Regions from separate parts of the Zea mays genome. Here all the other regions are linked to region 4. Evidence: chromatin contacts called from public Hi-C data. All regions are on one chromosome and are shown on one strand. Each heading gives the region's core, a stretch centred on a gene start, on an enhancer-like site or on the middle of the called end of the contact. The rest is flanking DNA. Distances are from core to core; before and after follow the strand shown.

Region 1 (4,532 bases), core at 1,812-4,311, 160 kb before region 4:
AAGCTTTGGAATAGAACAGACAAGGCCAAAAATTCATTTTTATCTGGGAAAATCACCATATAACTAGCTTTTGATGACACAAATGATGATAACTGCTTGGTAAGAACGAAACAATACTGGTATCCGCCTAGGATCCATCTTCAACACCAGGTAGTACTGCTCTCGTACGAAGAAATCATCAGGAGTAGAGAGGATACAACAGGTCTCTACAATATCTTAATATTTCTATCACAAATTATCATCACTAGTAGTCTAGTGGTCAAGACATATGGCTCTTCTGGCTCCGAGGACCAAGAATATGTTAATGTCTAATTTAGCTACAAGCTTTATGGTGATGTGGGATTTCATAGTTATTTGTCTACTCTTCTCACTTCTGGTAGATCGGAGGTAGATAATGATAAGCATGCCAAAGGGTGGAATTCAGTGTAGTTCGGCTACATAAACCCCAGGTATGTGTCCATTTAGGACCGACCTTTACCATTTAGTTTACAGTGTATACCAAACTTGTCAAAGGACTATCCCGAGTCAATTCAGTGACTATAAGTATTTACAATTCCGAGAGATGTATGCGACACAAGCATATAGGTTCTAGATAGAACGAGTAAAGTGGTTCGACGGGAACACACTATGGTTTTCACACCAACATAGTGAAAATTTTCTCAGAATAACCTCTCGGTATACTCGCAACTTCGTGTTGCTGGCGATTACATGTCCTTTTATCTCATAGTTTGCTTCATGTCATTTAGCGACAAAGAGAGTAATGTGCTAACATCTGGTTGAGCAATATATGGCTGAGATTTATAGTCTTAAATTATTTGGTAAGGCCTTTTGCTTACTAATAGAATCCCAATTTGTGATGTCTTCTATGCCAAAAAGGCTTTCATGCATTATATTATATATCTTCGGGTTACTTCGGGTAAAACTTTATGCATGAGGAGAGATCAAAGAATTAACTTATCTGTGTTTCATTGTATTTCAATTTAATTTTCCTAGATTATTCAAGCACTATAGAGCTTGATATAGTCATTATGGCCCATTGGCGATATATATAAATATATGATGCCACACAACACTATCAAATAAAATATATAGGCAAACAAAATTGTTTACGAAAGTTGCGTATAATGTGACTTTAGGGGCTCGAACAACCCACCACAATCTACGCGAGTATAAGCTCTAGCGTATCTGGCGTCAATGCGTGTGCGGCCATCAGGGCAACGATAACACATCAAACCTTCGTAACCAGCGCAACAGACGCAGTTGTGGCTTGGTAGTTGGGTACACGATAAGTACGCGCAACAGGCACAACAGGCGCAACAAGCGCAGCTGTGACTCAATAGCTGCGACACACATGCAATGCCTTCAGGGCGCACGAAAAATGTGTGACTCGGCGATGGCGGTCCGACTCAACGGGAGCGATCCGATTAAGCGAGAGAGCGACATAGCAATCACATGACGCAGCCAAGTTCAAACGACACAAATATTGCGTCGTGTTGCCAGGGCGCAGTCAATATTCAGCTAATGTCATAACTCAGCCGATTACCAACGCAGCCTGATCGGCGTGTCTGAGTACCCACTATACAATTTAATCGTTCACCGTGAGTCTGAAAGCTCAACGCAACACAAATATTTAGAACGATATAAAAATACACAACATAACCTTCAAATGCATTTTAATATTTTTCTGCTAATTATCTACTACGGGAAATAAAACAGAAAAATAATACCATAATTAATGCATAAGCATAAGCAGATCATGTGCATGAAAATATTTTCACATATTTAAACATGCATTTTTCTACTAATTATTTACTGCGAAAAATAATTAACCGCAATATAAAACATACTTTATTCTATTTTTTATTTGTAACCGAAAATAAATAGAATAAACAACATAGAGCATATACGAAATAATTCAACCAGAATTTTCTAGGGCGATTTTCAAGCCAACCATCGCGTGCTCAGTAACACATGCAAGCGTCAAGTCAGTCTACATGCAAGGCTGGAGGCGCATATGCATGCAAGTATGCAACCATTGCAATTCCAGTTCTTTTTTTATACGTTGCTCCCAAGTAGGCAAGTACGAGTGCCACACATGCATAGCGTTTAACTACCAGCCGATTTGACCGGGAGCACAGCGCTCTCAACTGCCCGCAGCTTTGACCGGGGAGCACATGGAGCGCGCGACGACCGTGCAAGGCCCACTCCTGGCCCGAGGCCGCGCTCCACGTTACGCATGTTGCATGGGTACGTGACCCGTTACTATTTTTTCTCCTGGAAAAACAGATTGGTGCCTGCGTAGTACAGATTGTGGCCGCGTTGTACAGGTTGCATGCAGCCAAGCGGGGTGGTTCCTCACCGATTGGTTGGAATGGAAACTCATGCCATTTAGCGTCTGATCCGCTTCCGGCGGCCAGGAGCTTATCTCCCCATCGTGGCCAGCAGAGTCGCCACCATTTTTATCACCGCGAACTATGTATTCAATCTATACAGAAAGACACACCATTGTATTGCGTAGGAGAGGAATCGAAGACTGTCGCGTAGGACAGTTCGGCTACGCCGGAGACCTGCCGGATTGACGGAGAGTTGATGCAGATCCAATCTCGCAGCAACGTCGAGGTAGAGCGTGCTGATAACGTGTTGAGAACTACGTTACCACGGATCACCAGATCCGCTCCCTTCCCTCCCATCAGCAGTAGAGACGCAAGAAGATGTAGAGAACCCGTCTCCCTTCCCATAAGCACGACAGAGGAAACACACGAGACACTGGATATAGGGTTGGGCTTCTGGCCTCTTTCTGATCTCTATCTTATGAGGGGGTGTACAGGTTCCTTATATAGAGATGTGAGACTCCTCAGGGGCATAGCAGTTATTTGCCCACATAACCCTAACTAGGGTTACTTAACAAATGTAAGCATTCAGAATTAGTGCATTGGTATTGTAGCTTGGTCTTTTTAAGTTTCAAAAAGGAAATTTACAAGGGTGAGAAATAAAAAAATGGAATTTCCAAAGGAATTTGTGAAAAAGAAACCAGCCCAGAAGAAGGGCCCGTGCGGGTGCGCGCCCAACAACCCTGAACTGGGCCGGCCGTCGCTGCATTCCCCCTTCCGCTGCCCAACGACCCTTCCCGTCCGCTGGCAACCCTCGCCTCCGCGTGGCACTCCAGGGCTCCAGACCCCGCCGCCGCCCTAAGCCAGACGCTGAGGCTTGTGGTCTCTTCGCCGGAGACGAGCACCAACCAGGTACTTCCACCCCTTCTCTTTCCTTCCCTTCCCTTCTCGCTGTGCGAAGTTGAGCACCGAAACCCTAACCTAGGGCTATTTAGCAATTTGAAAGGCCTCGATTCGATTCGCCCGTGGTTTACTGAGCAAATTCTTCGCATGGCACGGGACTCAGGATGCAATGTTTGGTCCGGAATGTCTGCCGAGCCGGAAGCCGTGGAGCGGCGGCGAGGCTCCTGGAGCTTGCCGCGGCTGGTCCGGGTGCGACGCAGCCATCCGTGGCCGTCAAACTCCTCAGGCCGCCTTACGAGTTCACACGTCCGATCGGGGTAGTTCAACCCGTACGTGTGCAGAGCCGGGCCGTTTCGCGTGATGGCCTCGTTCCTGCCGCGGCCACCTCCGGTTTTGGTCTCTGCGCACAAGTTATCGTCGCGATGAGGGGTCTGTCGACGGTGGGGAGTGCGGCCGAGGTCGCTTCTGATTCGGACGATTCCACCTCCCCTGCGGTTGAGCACCCCCCGCGCATCAAGTTCAAGAGGCCCGACAAGACCGCCAGGCACATTATGAATGTATGTAAGCTGAGTGAGTGTCACGTACTTGCAGGGGCTGTATTGTTACACTACATTACATCACACAAAAGTAACAAAATCGCCACAGGAACAATAAAGCTGCTTGTTGTTTTGGCTATGCAGATCCTAAACAAAGAGGCGGTCGAAAAGGTCCGCTCGGAAAGGGAGATTCCTGATGTGCAGCCTGGATGCATCATTCAGATGAGATTGGTAATGTCTTTCTTCACGTTCCTGCTTCAGCCCTGTTACGGGCATGTTTCTGGTATTGACCCCTTGGTGTGAACCAATGAACAGCAAGTTCCTGAGAACAAACGGCGTGAGTCGACGCTGAAGGGGATTGTGATAGGAAGGCGCAACGCCGGGATCAATACAACCTTCAGATTGCGTAGATTAGTGGCTGGTGTCGGAGTCGAGTCTGTCTTTCCACTGTAAGTCAATCCAAACATGTGCTCTTCTACTCTAATTTGTACTTCTAGTACACAGTGCTTTGTTTTGGAACATATCATGCTGAGGTTGAAGTGCTTCTTATATGGATTCTTTAACACCCTTGTGCTGTGGTGTTGCCAAAATTGATTTCTTGTTCATTGATACCTGATAATTATTCAACAACCGCTAAACATCATGTTTCTACTGTCTACTAGTGGGCGTTTCTCCCTGTCCGTTAAGATAGCATACATGGAGCAATGATTTCAAGTTGCCTGGTCGAACACTGGGGCCGACCAGGCGACTAGTCGCGATTAGG
Region 2 (3,954 bases), core at 1,159-3,658, 140 kb after region 4:
CACCGGATAGTCCGGTGCGCCACCGGACACTGTCCGGTGCGCCAGCCATGTCACCAGGCCGTTGGGTTCCGACCGTTGGAGCTCTGACTTGTGGGCCCGCCTGGCTGTCCGGTGGTGCACCGGACAAGTCCTGTAGACTGTCCGGTGTGCCACCCGCGCGTGCTCTGCTGTTCTGCGCGCGCTGGCACACATTTAATGCGTTGCAGTCGACCGTTGGCGCGAAGTAGTCGTTGCTCCGCTGGCTCACCGGACAGTCCGGTGAATTATAGCGGAGCGGATTCCCGAAGCTGGCGAGTTCAGAGTCGCTCTCCCCTGGAGCACCAGACACTGTCCGGTGGTGCACCGGACAGTCCAGTGAATTATAGCGGAGCCCTCTAAAAATTCTCGAAGGTGAAGAGTTGGGCGTCGAGTTCCCTGGTGCACCGGACATTGTCCGGTGGCACACTGGACAGTCCGGTGCGCCAGACCAGGGCAGCCTTCGGTTATCCCTTGCTCTCTTTGTTGAACCCTTTTCTTGGTTTTTTATTGGCTTAGTGTGAACCTTTGGCACCTGTATAACTTATAGACTAGAGCAAACTAGTTAGTCTAATTGTTTGTGTTGGGCAATTCAACCACTAAAATCAATTAGGAAATAGGTGTAAGCCTAATTCCCTTTCAAAGATCTCTTCCCCTAACTTCCCTCTATCTGTCTCGTGTGGAGGTCGAGGCGTTTCTTGGTCTGTGCAATGAGTGGTCTTGTCCCTAAGGTTGGTTTGTCCGACTGCTCCACCCTGAGAAAGAAATCATGCCAAATCATGTCAAACGGATTTGGTTCGTCTACAAACTTCACCAGGGTGCTCTAGGGATCTTTTGGCGCCACTTTATCAATTGGGCCAAGTGGTTTTGAGTTTTGGAACAAGGTGAGCATGTTTGATCTTTGTGAGGGGACTGATTTTCCGAAAACTAAAATCCTGGTTTTTGGTTTTGAGTTTCCACTTGAGTGACTTGTTCGAGGGTTTTGCAAAGCTTTTTTGGGACAACTCTCTTACTATTTTATGTAGGGTATTAAGTGTACTACAACTTCTATAACTAGCCCAAGTTATGACAATGTGATTTACTTAGCCTTTTCACTGAATTTTTCTTCGGTGCTCTAATGTCCTAAAGAGGGGAACTTTACGGTTTCAGCACTTCACCCTCATTCCCAAGCTCGATATGGTTAAGGTATGATCTCTAGGGTGATAAAGACTTGGTTAAGGCTTGGCTCCTCAAGTTTGGTATCTTTTGCTGAAACTAAACCACATGTGATAACATGTCACAAATGTAGGTGCTGAGGAGAAACCCTGAGTAACACCTTGGGTGTTACAGGATGGAGTAAACAACAATATTAGTTAGTCAAATAAAAAGTATTAAGCAGAGAGCGGAGACAATCAATAAAAAATCTTGAGATCGTTTTGGTGGATAATTTACGTGTGTATTGTTGTGAGCCGTCGTAACGTATGCACAACCGACTAATTATGAATTAAGTGAGACCTAACTGCGATTAGGATCAAGTAGGCATACTTTAAAACTTTATAAACAGGTAGACAAGCGTGCAATTTAAGGGACGTAAATACACTTTAGGGCTGATTTGGTGACCAGGGATCACGGAGGGATTGTAGTGGATTGAGGGGGAAATTAGTTCATTTCCCCCTCAATCCCCTCCAATCCCTCGGTGATCCCCTTGTCACCAAATCAATCCTTAGGCCTACTTTGGGTACTCTAGTAATGAGTGGTATTAGAGTGGATTGAGATGTATTGAAAGAGTATTTGATTTACATCCTCTCCGATCCCTTTAAAATACTCTAATCTTAAAGTATCCAAACTAAGGGCCTGTTTGTTTACCCCTCAGATTATATAATCTGGATTAAATAATCCTAAGAGGCAAACAAACAGTCCAACTTATTTGTCGAGATTATATAATCTAACCCCTTGAATTATGATAATCCATAAGCAAGTGAGGAGGTGCTTATTTCAGATTATTTTTTCCCACTCCCCCACTACCCTTTCAAGTTTCCTAGAAATTACCCACCATTGCCATTATAACCCACGATTGACATTATTGTCTTCCTCATACAAAAGAATCCTATTAACAACTCAAATAATCTAGATAAACAAACGGGACTACTCATATTATATAATCCAGATTATATAATCCTCCAAAAATAATCTAGATTATATAATCCATGGGGTTAACAAACAGGCCCTAAGCCTTACTGGGAACGGGGAACGGCGAGCGTTTTCTTTGGTGAAGATAGTACGTGTCAAATGTAGAGAGACGCATTTGAATGCAGTGCTGCAGCTTCTGGGCCGACCGGGGGGGGGGGGGGGGGGGGGGGTGCGTTTGACTTCCCTTTCCTTCCTGCGGTAGGGGCCCACCTCGTTGCCCCGCTAGGCCGCTACCCTTCTCTCTTCCCCCGCCTCCGTCTCTTCGACTCCAGACACCTCCCCTTCCCGCTCGCCGGCGCTCGGCGGCGATCCGGAACCGGCAGCGGCGCGCATGGCGGGCCCGTGGGACACGCACGCGTCGACGAGCCGGGCGCCCGCGGGCCCCGACGGGGAGGCGGAGGGCGCGTCGCCGGACTCGCTGCGGAACACGCCCTCCAACATCGCGCGGCTGGAGGACGCGATCGGGCACTGCGCGGCGCGCCGCAAGTACCTCGCGCACACCAAGAGCCCCTCCGACGGCGAGGACGTCCGCTGGTACTTCTGCAAGCTTCCCCTCGCCGACAAAGGTGCCCCGCCCACCGCGTGTGTGTTTGGCTTGTCCGTTACCGTTTCATGCTGCGCTTCGGCTCCGGCGCTCCGCTGTAGTTGATTAGTGGCCCCAAGTACCCAGCTGCTTCCGAGCAGCTCACCCATGAGGCCTAGCGCGTGCCAATTGTTTGGGGGTTTCGATGTCACAGAAACTAGTTACTATTCCGGGTTAACAACTCATGTGGGGGCTTCAAAAGGATTGGTCCCCGAACCTGCAAATTGGAGAACGGGGATTGCAACTTTAGCTCCATGTGGCTTATATCTGCTTGTTCAGAAACTGGAACCATTATAATTGAGCAGCGGTAGAGGCGTGCCTGCACAGTTCAGCACACTTGCTATTATTGTAGACTTGTAGTTGATTGGTCTCCTGAACTATCACACTGTCGGTGCTTCAGGTTAAAGGTTTACTGATCCGATTGTCGATGCAGTGCTCTCTTCTTCGGTACCACGGACAGAGATAGTCGGGAAAGGAGACTATTTCCGGTTCAGCGAGAGGGACTCTCTGGCACTGGAGGCATCTTTCTTGGAGGTTACGATCTCAACATATATTTGGATGCCTAAATGTTTAGTTAGAAATTTACGCCATCTTTAATAATTCTACAGCGATTGAAAATACAATCTATCTGAAAATTGATAACATCGTCAGGTAATTGATCCATGATGGTTATCTTTTTTGTCTATTTTTTTATGTACAGTAGTCTATGTTTGCACATTTGTTATTTTAAACTTGCTTTTAACATACCTTAACCTTATACAGTATAATGAGAAATGTATCCATTCTTACTAGCTTTCTCAAAGTTCATGTTATTGGTTACTGTTTGTAGAGGGAGGAAGAGCTGCTTGCGTACTGGTGGAGGGAGTACGCTGAATGCAGTGCAGGACCAAGAGGATCCTTGGTTGAAAGTGATGATTCTGCATATCTTTATAAGGTTGAGGAAGAGCGGGTTGGGGTTCCTGTGAAAGGTGGACTATATGAGGTCAGTAATCACTTTTTTGTTGTGCTCTATCAAGTCGTCCGACTAATCGCGATTAGTCGGGCTGGTCGCCTGTTTGTGTTCGATTAGGCAGACGACTCGACTAGACAGGCTGGTCGTCCTAGTCGTCCGACTAGTCGCCGATTAGGGTGACTAATCGTCCGCTTAATATGATTTCAAGTCGTCCGACTAATCGCGATTAATCGTG
Region 3 (4,030 bases), core at 256-2,755, 240 kb after region 4:
GCAGTACCCCCGAAAGATCTCAAAGGCGGTGTTTCTTACTGCTACAATGGTAAAGGATGGCCAGAGGCCCTTTGACGTGTTCTCGGAGGAAGTACGGAATCACTCTCTATAATCTACGTTTACATTTTCCATTTGCTGTTTTCTTGCAAAGGGGCTCACGTTGACCTACATTCGACAGCTCCGGTCGGCGGATGTTTTCTTGCAAGAGTCACAGTTTCTAGTCTATGGAAATGGGAAGGACAAGCCTCCTACTGGGCTGATGTTCGATAAGCAGCAGATCAAGGGGCTGTATTTCAACCAAACCCCTTCCAAGGTACATTGTGTTCTACCATTATGTAACCAGAACCAGTTGATAGACGTACTGTACTGTGTCCACCCAACGTTATCATGTCAGGTCTGTATTGCCAGTGGACTCACTAACTGAGTTTGCACACGCCTTTGAAAATGCAGGATATGGCACTAGCAGCGGTGTCCATGAGGCCTATCCCTCTAGCCCCAATCATGGAGAAGCTCTCCCTCACCCCGGAGAACTACGGCTCCGTCCGTCGCTACTTCATCCAGGCACTCGACGACCACATGCTGTCGCCGGATGCCCAGGAGAAGCTGGTCCGCGAGAACCCTCCCGACGGCATCTTCAAGATCAAGGGCGGCGACCACTGCCCCTTCTTCTCAAAGCCGCAGTCCCTCAACAAGATCCTGCTGGAGATCGCGCAGATCCAAGCTCCTGCGGCGCTGCTCAAGGCGAGCTCCCCCGAGGAGACCGCCGCCGCCATGGTGACAGGGCCAGCCAAGTCATGACTGCATGTATGTAGTGTACACGAAAAGAGAAATGAGTAAGCACATAGGTTGCAAAAGGGAGGGGGAGGAGGTCTGGGGATTAACTGAAGCCAAGCTGTGTCGGATAATAATGTAGGGAGGTCAAAGTGTTTCTTTCTTTCTTCTGTGATCAGATCAGATCATATAGAGAATGAGAGGTGGTCAGCAGATAATTGCATTTCTTTTTTCCTTTTTACCTTGTGAATGAATGAGATATTCAGTGACCAATGTCAACGCGGAAAGCCTTTGTGGTGATGCTTACTAATTCATCAGCAATCATTATTTAGGTAATTATAATAACGTCAATGCAAGTAACTCCGATGAGTCAATCGAATGAGGCAATCCCCACTTGGTTCGAATGATTGATGGTGGAGTAAGTTTTTCTTTTTAAGGGCTAGTTTGGCAATTCTATTTTTTCATGGGATTTCCAATTTTTCAACGAAAAATAAACTAATTTCTCTTATGAAAATAAAAACTCCATGGAAAAATGGGGTCCCAAACTAGCCCTAAATAAAAAAATTTCTATATTCTCAAACTGTGACGTCACCTCTTCTAAGGCCCCTGTGGTGCCAATTCAGATGGGCTCCAGGATGAGGCCAGGCCCATGGGGGCACGATTCGGCCTTTTCTTGTCTTGCTCGTCAAAAGAATAAAATCCCAACCCATAGGAAAGCGTAGCATAGCAGGGGAGGCCGGGAGGGGAGAAAGGCGAACTCGAATTGGGGGAAGAGAGCGAGAGACGAATCGCATCGAGCCGGAGAGGAAGTCAGAGACAGGGAGGAGGGCGGCGGAATCGGCGCCGGCGGGAGGCAGGCATGGAGGACCTGAGCGTGGAGGAGCTCGCCTCCAACCTCTCCACCTACAAAGAGCAGCTACGCGAGGTCTCTTCCCCGTCCCCTCGATCTGGCCACGCCCCCTTTCCGTTCTGTCTGCAATTCTTGTAGCACGGAAGGTTCTAGCTAGTCTCCTCGTTTGCAGCTCAGGGTTCGCGCGTAGCCGGATTACTATGGATGTTCGGCTCTGATTCTAGTCTAGGGTTTTGAGTAATTTGGTTAATTTAAGCTTTATTCCTCATCGAATTCGTTACTGCGTAATAAGATTATATACTTGGCAGGTTTGCTCGGTTATTTGCATCTCTGCAGCGTTGGATTCATATGAATAGGATCACACTTATGTCGGGGCTAATATGAATATGATATAAGTATACACATGCATATCCGTATTTGTATAGATATCTCAACGGCCCGTTTGGATGCTTTCATTTGGTTGGAACTGGAATCTGCTCCATAAATTGGTATGCTTCGCTTAGAATTTCATATGCCACCACTTTTCAAATCTTAAGTGTAGACCTGTGTCAAGTTTAGAGGGTGCAATCACTCATTTTGGTGCAAGCGTGCAATCAAACTATCCAGAGCATCCAATCCAGATCCAACGGTTTCATATGGAAGGGGTTAAAAGTAAAATAGGTACTATGTTTTAGGTGGAAGGGGTTAAATATAAAATAACAGTCATCATTAGATCTAGATCGGATGCACCAGATCGCTTGATTGCATGCTTGCACCAGGATAAGTGATTGCATAGGATATTTTCCCAAGAAATAGAAAGGGGAAAATAGTAAGAACTGGAGTGAGATTCATCACCACCTCCATGGCCTATCTCCTTCATTCGTCTCTCATGAGTCTGGACACAGCTTCACTCGCCTTTCCAATTACGACTTTTCTCCTGGCCCCTAATAACTGCAGTGGCAAAATGTGGCGTCGGTATATGCCTATTTATATATGTTAATTAGGTTTTTTGTTTGTTGGAAGCCACCATTTGTTAGAGGCCTTCATGTTATGCATTTTAGGCATGAACCTTTGTTGTTGCTGTCCATTTTTATAACATGGATCCAAACTCTTGTCCAAACCCTTTGTCTCTCATCTCATTCTTGTTTTCAACTGGTGATTTCATATTGAGGAATGATATTCTTCAAGCAGATGTCATGCACTATATTTTTTCTGTTTGGAAACTGCCAATAATATCCTATATTGACATGAAAATGGAATTGTTGGTCACTGATTAATAATGAAGTTTGCTTTAGTCAAGTGCCTTGTTATCCCCATTTTGCACTGAAGTTTCATGCTAATTTCTCGCCTTTATTTTTCCTTACCAAATCTATCTTACTTAAAGCATTTCTTCTTATGTCCATGCGTTTGAGGTGGTAAATCCAATTCATGTACTTAATGTCTCTTATATCCATGCATTTCAGGTCAAGAAGCTTATCAAGGAGAAGAAGGATGATGCTGGAATTTCTGAATATATTGATATGGAGAAGGAGCTTCAAGAGGTCAGTTCATTTCTTATTTTATCCTGTAATGTGATCCCTCATGCTCGTGTAGCTACACGTCAGATACATCGGATTAATGATTTTCACAAATGGATGCTTGATTTCTCCTCTGATTTTTGGGGCATGTTGCTATCGATTCCTCTCTTCTTTGTTACAAGGAGCCATGCCCAGCAAGGTAGCATGAAAAGGCCGCTTGCAACAGAAGATTTGTTTTGGGGAATTTAGATTTTTGTAACCTTGAAAGGTGAGAAGGTTAATTATGGCAATGGTAGGGACTGTCCGAGCAACCATATTAATAATAATGAACAATATGTAAAAATTCAGTGGCTTCAAAGTTGTCCATTACCCTTTATCTTGATTTATTGCAGGTTTGTACTACTACAAATTTCGGTGTTGCTGCTGCTGTTCTAAGTTGGATCTTGAAATATGGGCACATGTTTAATACTACTGGGAGGTTGCTTGTGTTTATGATGCTTAATATCATTTTTTGTGTTTGCTGCAGGTCATAACGTTAACCGAAGAGATTTTGGCAACTGCAAAGCAAACTGAGAGTGCCCAGAATGTTGCAGGTCTATCACCGCCAAGCTATTCAGCTGGAGTGCAGTCTGAGGTAGCTTTATTCTTCATTTTTTGTTAGATGGCTTCCTTCCTTAGCTGAAATTCTGAATAAGGGAGAAGTACATGCCAATTGTTCCATTGATAAAAGGGATTGTCCTGATGAATTACAATTTATGTTGCTTATACTGAGATATAATGGCTTGTGTTCCTACTCTACTCTGACAGTCTTGTGGCAGGGACTGGATGACCTTTCACATTCCCATAAGTTTGCCGTTGGTACTAGAGTTCAAGCTGTGTGGAGTGAAGATGGAGAATGGTGAGTTTCTCTTTG
Region 4 (4,234 bases), core at 1,201-3,700:
AATTTTGCTCCAATGGACAGGTAATGGAATGGAAGCATGCATGATCCAGTAAAAACGAGAAAGAAAAATACACCATATTCACAGTGCTAGCACCGAGGATAAGGGATTTTGGCAAGGGAAAGGAAGTGAAATATTTGTTGAGGTAATGAATCTGATTTACAAATTTTACATCATTGATCTTGACAGCAATGGCATCTCGTTTGTCTTTCATCGGAAGATGAAAACTCAAACATGAAGAAAAACTTACCTTCCAGCCCAATTAGGCATTGCTATATATCAAGATAGATACTTCATACAAGGCCAATTGTAGAGGAGTGATTAGTTTATAACAAATCTTAAAGGGCCCAACACTCCGTAACACAAGAGAGATGGCAATATATTCATAGTATGAACAACAAAGTACAAAAGCAAAGTGTGTTTGTTTATAGCAAAAAATACCAGTACACTTGGGACACCTACAGAAGCAGCAAAGCTTATCAGGGAATTCTCGAACTTGGCTTGATCAGAAAGATGGTACAAATTGCATGCAATGATAAAGAAGGTGTATTATGAAACCCAAAGCTAAGAAACCAATTGGTCCATAATAGGATTGAAATAAGGCCATGTTCTCAATAGGCATGTCATTAATTTGTGTTGGGTCACAAATATTAAAGACAACATGATTTTGGCATCTACAATCACAAAAGTAACCATATCATGAACCAAGAACAATCAATCGTGAAGCATGATCACATCATCAGCAACCATCAGAGCAAAATCACAGAATGAATGAACAATCAAAAGCATAAAGTAGTTATATGCCAGCATCTAGCAACACTTAGAACTGAAAACACAAATAGACTACAAAAAGGCACAAAGGAAGATCACATCACCTGATTCATAGCTTGCTTGATCAAATCCTTCGCAAGTTCAATCTGCTTCTTATTCCCAGTAACACGTACAATTCTTTCAGTCAATGTAACGCCCTCTGGAGGATGTTGGGGTATTAACTAGAAAAAAAATTCAGAGTCAACATCTCCTTAGACCTCCAAATATATACAAGTTGTAAAAGTTTGATAATGGCAAGCCACCATGACAATTGGCATATCCACCTGAATACGAGCACCAGATTTGGTTTGCATGCCTTTAATTGCATCACCACCTTTTCCGATAATGAGACCAACCTATGGTATACAGGTAATGGTTGAACATATAAAATGGCACACTATAACAACATCTTTAGCACCAAGAAAGAACCTTGTTATCAGGAACTGTCATCTCAAATTGCTCTGACCCAGGCTGTCCACTTCCAAATCCTCTAGCTATTAAGGCAGGGGAACCGCCAGCCTCAGCCTGCAATAGAGCATATATAGCATTCGAGGAAAATTTCAGAAGTAGCATGCATGTGAAAACACAGCTCAAAGGGCGACTACAATCAAGGAATCAGCACATGTTGAGTGTACCTCAGCTATGACACTCTTAATAAGCAGCTCTGCTTTATCAACGCTTCCAAGGGTTCCAACTAGTTCAACCGGACGAGTCAGGGCATTTGAGTCCGCATCGGCGTCCTTGGTGATTTGGATCTTTGCACCCGAGCTCATTTGCAAGTTCCTGATTGTCTCACCAGCTTTTCCAATAAGGACACCGACCTGTGTGAATGCCCACAATTAAAATAGATTGAACAGCATGTAAAAAATGTGTAGTTTCTGCAGTGAATGCTCTCGTCGATGCCTTTTGTTCCTGCAACACCTCTAACTAGTGTAAGCAGAACCTGACAATGAGATATGCATCGGATTAATAATATACCCTGCTGTTGGGTACTTCGATCATACGAGAGATCTCCTGGGCAACAGCTGCTGCATCACTTTCCGGTTGTGGAGCTTCAGCTGCTGCTTCAAGCGGTTTGTCATCAGAACCCGCCTGCGAATCCGTAGCAGGAGCGGCCGTGTCATTATCACCATCCGTCGCTGCCCCATCGGTGGGAGCAACCTTATCCTCCTCTGCAGCTGCGGGTTCCTCCACATTCACGGAGACATTCACGGAGGACCCATCGTTCTGCTGCTCAATGCCTGCTCCCAATCGAGAGAGAAAAATCCAAGCGAACCAATCAAACGGATGAGCCGCAAGTTTCATCTAGAAGTAAAAGCGCGCCGCAGCGCCAGAAATAATGCATAGGTTCCAGGCAACGGGGTAACTGAGAGATCCACCTGTGGCAGCGTCGGGCTCACCATCCACGCGCGGGCGCTTGGCGTCCTCGCCGGTGCCGTTCGCCTCCGCGTCGGCGCCAGCCTCCTCGAGCTTCCGCTTGTTATCGACTTGGGCCGTCGCTGCCCCCTCCTGCTGCGCGGCAACGGCGGATTCGGCGACCGCGGGATGCTCCTCGGGGGCTACTACCTCAGGAGGCGGCGTTGGCGGCGCGTCGTCAGCGTCCGCCATGGTGAGGGGCCAAAGGATTAGGGTTTGAGGGTTTCACCGCCCAGATTTTGACGAGATGGAGCCCATGGATGTCCTTTTTTAAAGTGGTCCCTTAACTTGCACGCCTGCGGCGAATTTGTATGTCACTATTTACCACATTTTAATTCAAATACGCATACGAATATGAATATTATCGGATAAAATACAAAACGGATAGTTTGAATTCGAATACTCACATGACTTGAATCTATTTTATCGATGGATTTACAGTTGACAAAATATCATGTTACATGTAAATTATAAGCATAGCAATGGATACATTATGAGTATATTCATTAATAACAATATAGTATGTCAAGCTTTGACCGCACTAGTCATATGTTCGTGCATTGCTAAAATTTTTATATATATGACATAGAATAAATTGTGAATGTGGAGCCAACAACTAAGTTTCAAACACTCACTTATACATAATTTTAACTTACTTTTATATAAACTCTCTTATTATAGTAGTAGAGAAGAGATTATAGGAATGCGGGTTGGTTCTAAAGAAATGTAGGGTTTTTTTAAAAATATTAACATGGGACCACCGTTGAAACTGGTGCTTTAATATAGTAAATATTTATATATTATTTTACAATTTCTATAAATAGATATCTAGTAATTCATTTAATTGTTATAAAATAATAAATATGTCAAGAAATTTAAATATGTCATTCCAAAATGAATGAAGTATATGAATGTGTTGGTACCTCAAGATTGAGGTACCTACTACTACTGGTCAAGGCGGATCCCTCGGGACTACTCTTAGCCACCATGCTAATCGTGACCCGTCCTAGCCCAGTGGTTGGGTCTGCCTAATAAGGCCACTGGGTTCGGGTGAAGATCGGCACCTATAATCAGCACTCCGGAACCCCAATGTGTCTTGAAGAAGAGGGCTCTCAACACATGCGCCTGGGGGCTGGACCCCTGGGAACAGCCTCGACCCTCATGGTGGGCCACCCGGACCTCTAGCCTAAGGGGTCCGGTGTTGCCACGTGTTGTCCAACACCGGAGGAGACGAGATCTCCCCGAGCACCATCTGGACCCCCTGTTAAGGGCGGTCCCAGTCACTACTCCCCACACAAGGCGAGACCTGGTGTTGTCACGTGTTCTACGACATGTGATGTAAGCCATTGGGAAAAGACTGACGTCAGCCTCTAAGTGTAGTGCGCCTCTGCATTAACTGCAAGACGTGTACCTTCCCGCCCCAATGGCAGGCGGTGTGTCTGCAGTGCACGGATCACACAGTAACTCGTGCTTTACCGAGGCACAACCATTGACTCCCTGCGACGCGTGGGCTGCTATCATCATGACTCCCGTTGTAGCTCGCACGTTACCGAGGCAAAAGGAGACATGCGAAGAAGATAGGACAAGGACACCTGAGCATCCTTACGTGCGATATAATGCATTAGCCTATGATGCGACCTACTCCTGTGCACTACTCCAACTAGATAGGTCAAGGGCACGGCAAACCAGGAGATCTACACAACTAGGAGAATATATCTGTTCTCCACGGACCGACGCTCCACTTACTCCATATCGAGCAATAGATTACTAGACATACTTGTTGGGGCTCAGTCACCATGTACATGCCTCCCTTGGTCTATAAAAGTGAAGGCACACACATGGTGGAGGACAACTCAGAAGTGTTGGGGACTTGTTCTCAAGTGCTATGGGTTAAGAACAAGGCAACACAAATTGTTAAATGTTAATGCCCTTCGTCTATCGAAGCATTATTTCCCTTAGGATATAATGATCTTTAGACGAAGGTCATGAAGGACATACCTTCATCATTACA

What was found. Hi-C and Micro-C count contacts between places; a contact is called where the count stands out from the background.
Region 1: a Hi-C map of ear shows a contact between it and region 4, with 2.6 times the contacts expected there. The contact joins the promoter of LOC100381882 here to the promoter of LOC100193964 in region 4. A contact is called at or near these places in 4 of 25 Hi-C or Micro-C datasets (ear, endosperm, leaf and 1 more).
Region 2: a Hi-C map of leaf shows a contact between it and region 4, with 5 times the contacts expected there. The contact joins the promoter of LOC100216911 here to the promoter of LOC100193964 in region 4. A contact is called at or near these places in 4 of 25 Hi-C or Micro-C datasets (ear, endosperm, leaf and 1 more).
Region 3: a contact with region 4 is called in a Hi-C map of leaf, with 2.2 times the contacts expected there. The contact joins the promoter of LOC103653151 here to the promoter of LOC100193964 in region 4. A contact is called at or near these places in 3 of 25 Hi-C or Micro-C datasets (leaf and tassel).

What each region holds. Positions count from the first base shown.
Region 1 is chr4:40,970,810-40,975,341 of Zm-B73-REFERENCE-NAM-5.0, forward strand. It overlaps LOC100381882 (50S ribosomal protein L19, chloroplastic-like), which reads left to right and starts at 3,062. Exons shown (of 5, transcript NM_001174664.1): 1 at 3,062-3,242; 2 at 3,397-3,790; 3 at 3,914-4,000; 4 at 4,085-4,218. The coding sequence starts at 3,398.
Region 2 is chr4:41,272,662-41,276,615 of Zm-B73-REFERENCE-NAM-5.0, forward strand. It overlaps LOC100216911, which reads left to right and starts at 2,409. Exons shown (of 23, transcript NM_001359519.1): 1 at 2,409-2,750; 2 at 3,201-3,301; 3 at 3,597-3,749. The coding sequence starts at 2,516.
Region 3 is chr4:41,373,999-41,378,028 of Zm-B73-REFERENCE-NAM-5.0, forward strand. LOC103653151 reads left to right here and starts at 1,506. Exons shown (of 8, transcript NM_001301663.1): 1 at 1,506-1,696; 2 at 3,064-3,141; 3 at 3,644-3,751; 4 at 3,936-4,015. The coding sequence starts at 1,631. It overlaps LOC100284061 (polyneuridine-aldehyde esterase), which reads left to right. Exons shown (of 5, transcript NM_001156959.2): 3 at 1-91; 4 at 179-313; 5 at 451-1,104. The coding sequence ends at 798.
Region 4 is chr4:41,128,221-41,132,454 of Zm-B73-REFERENCE-NAM-5.0, forward strand. LOC100193964 reads right to left here and starts at 2,451. Exons shown (of 7, transcript NM_001352771.1): 1 at 2,187-2,451; 2 at 1,786-2,048; 3 at 1,443-1,628; 4 at 1,237-1,332; 5 at 1,092-1,163; 6 at 873-989. The coding sequence starts at 2,415.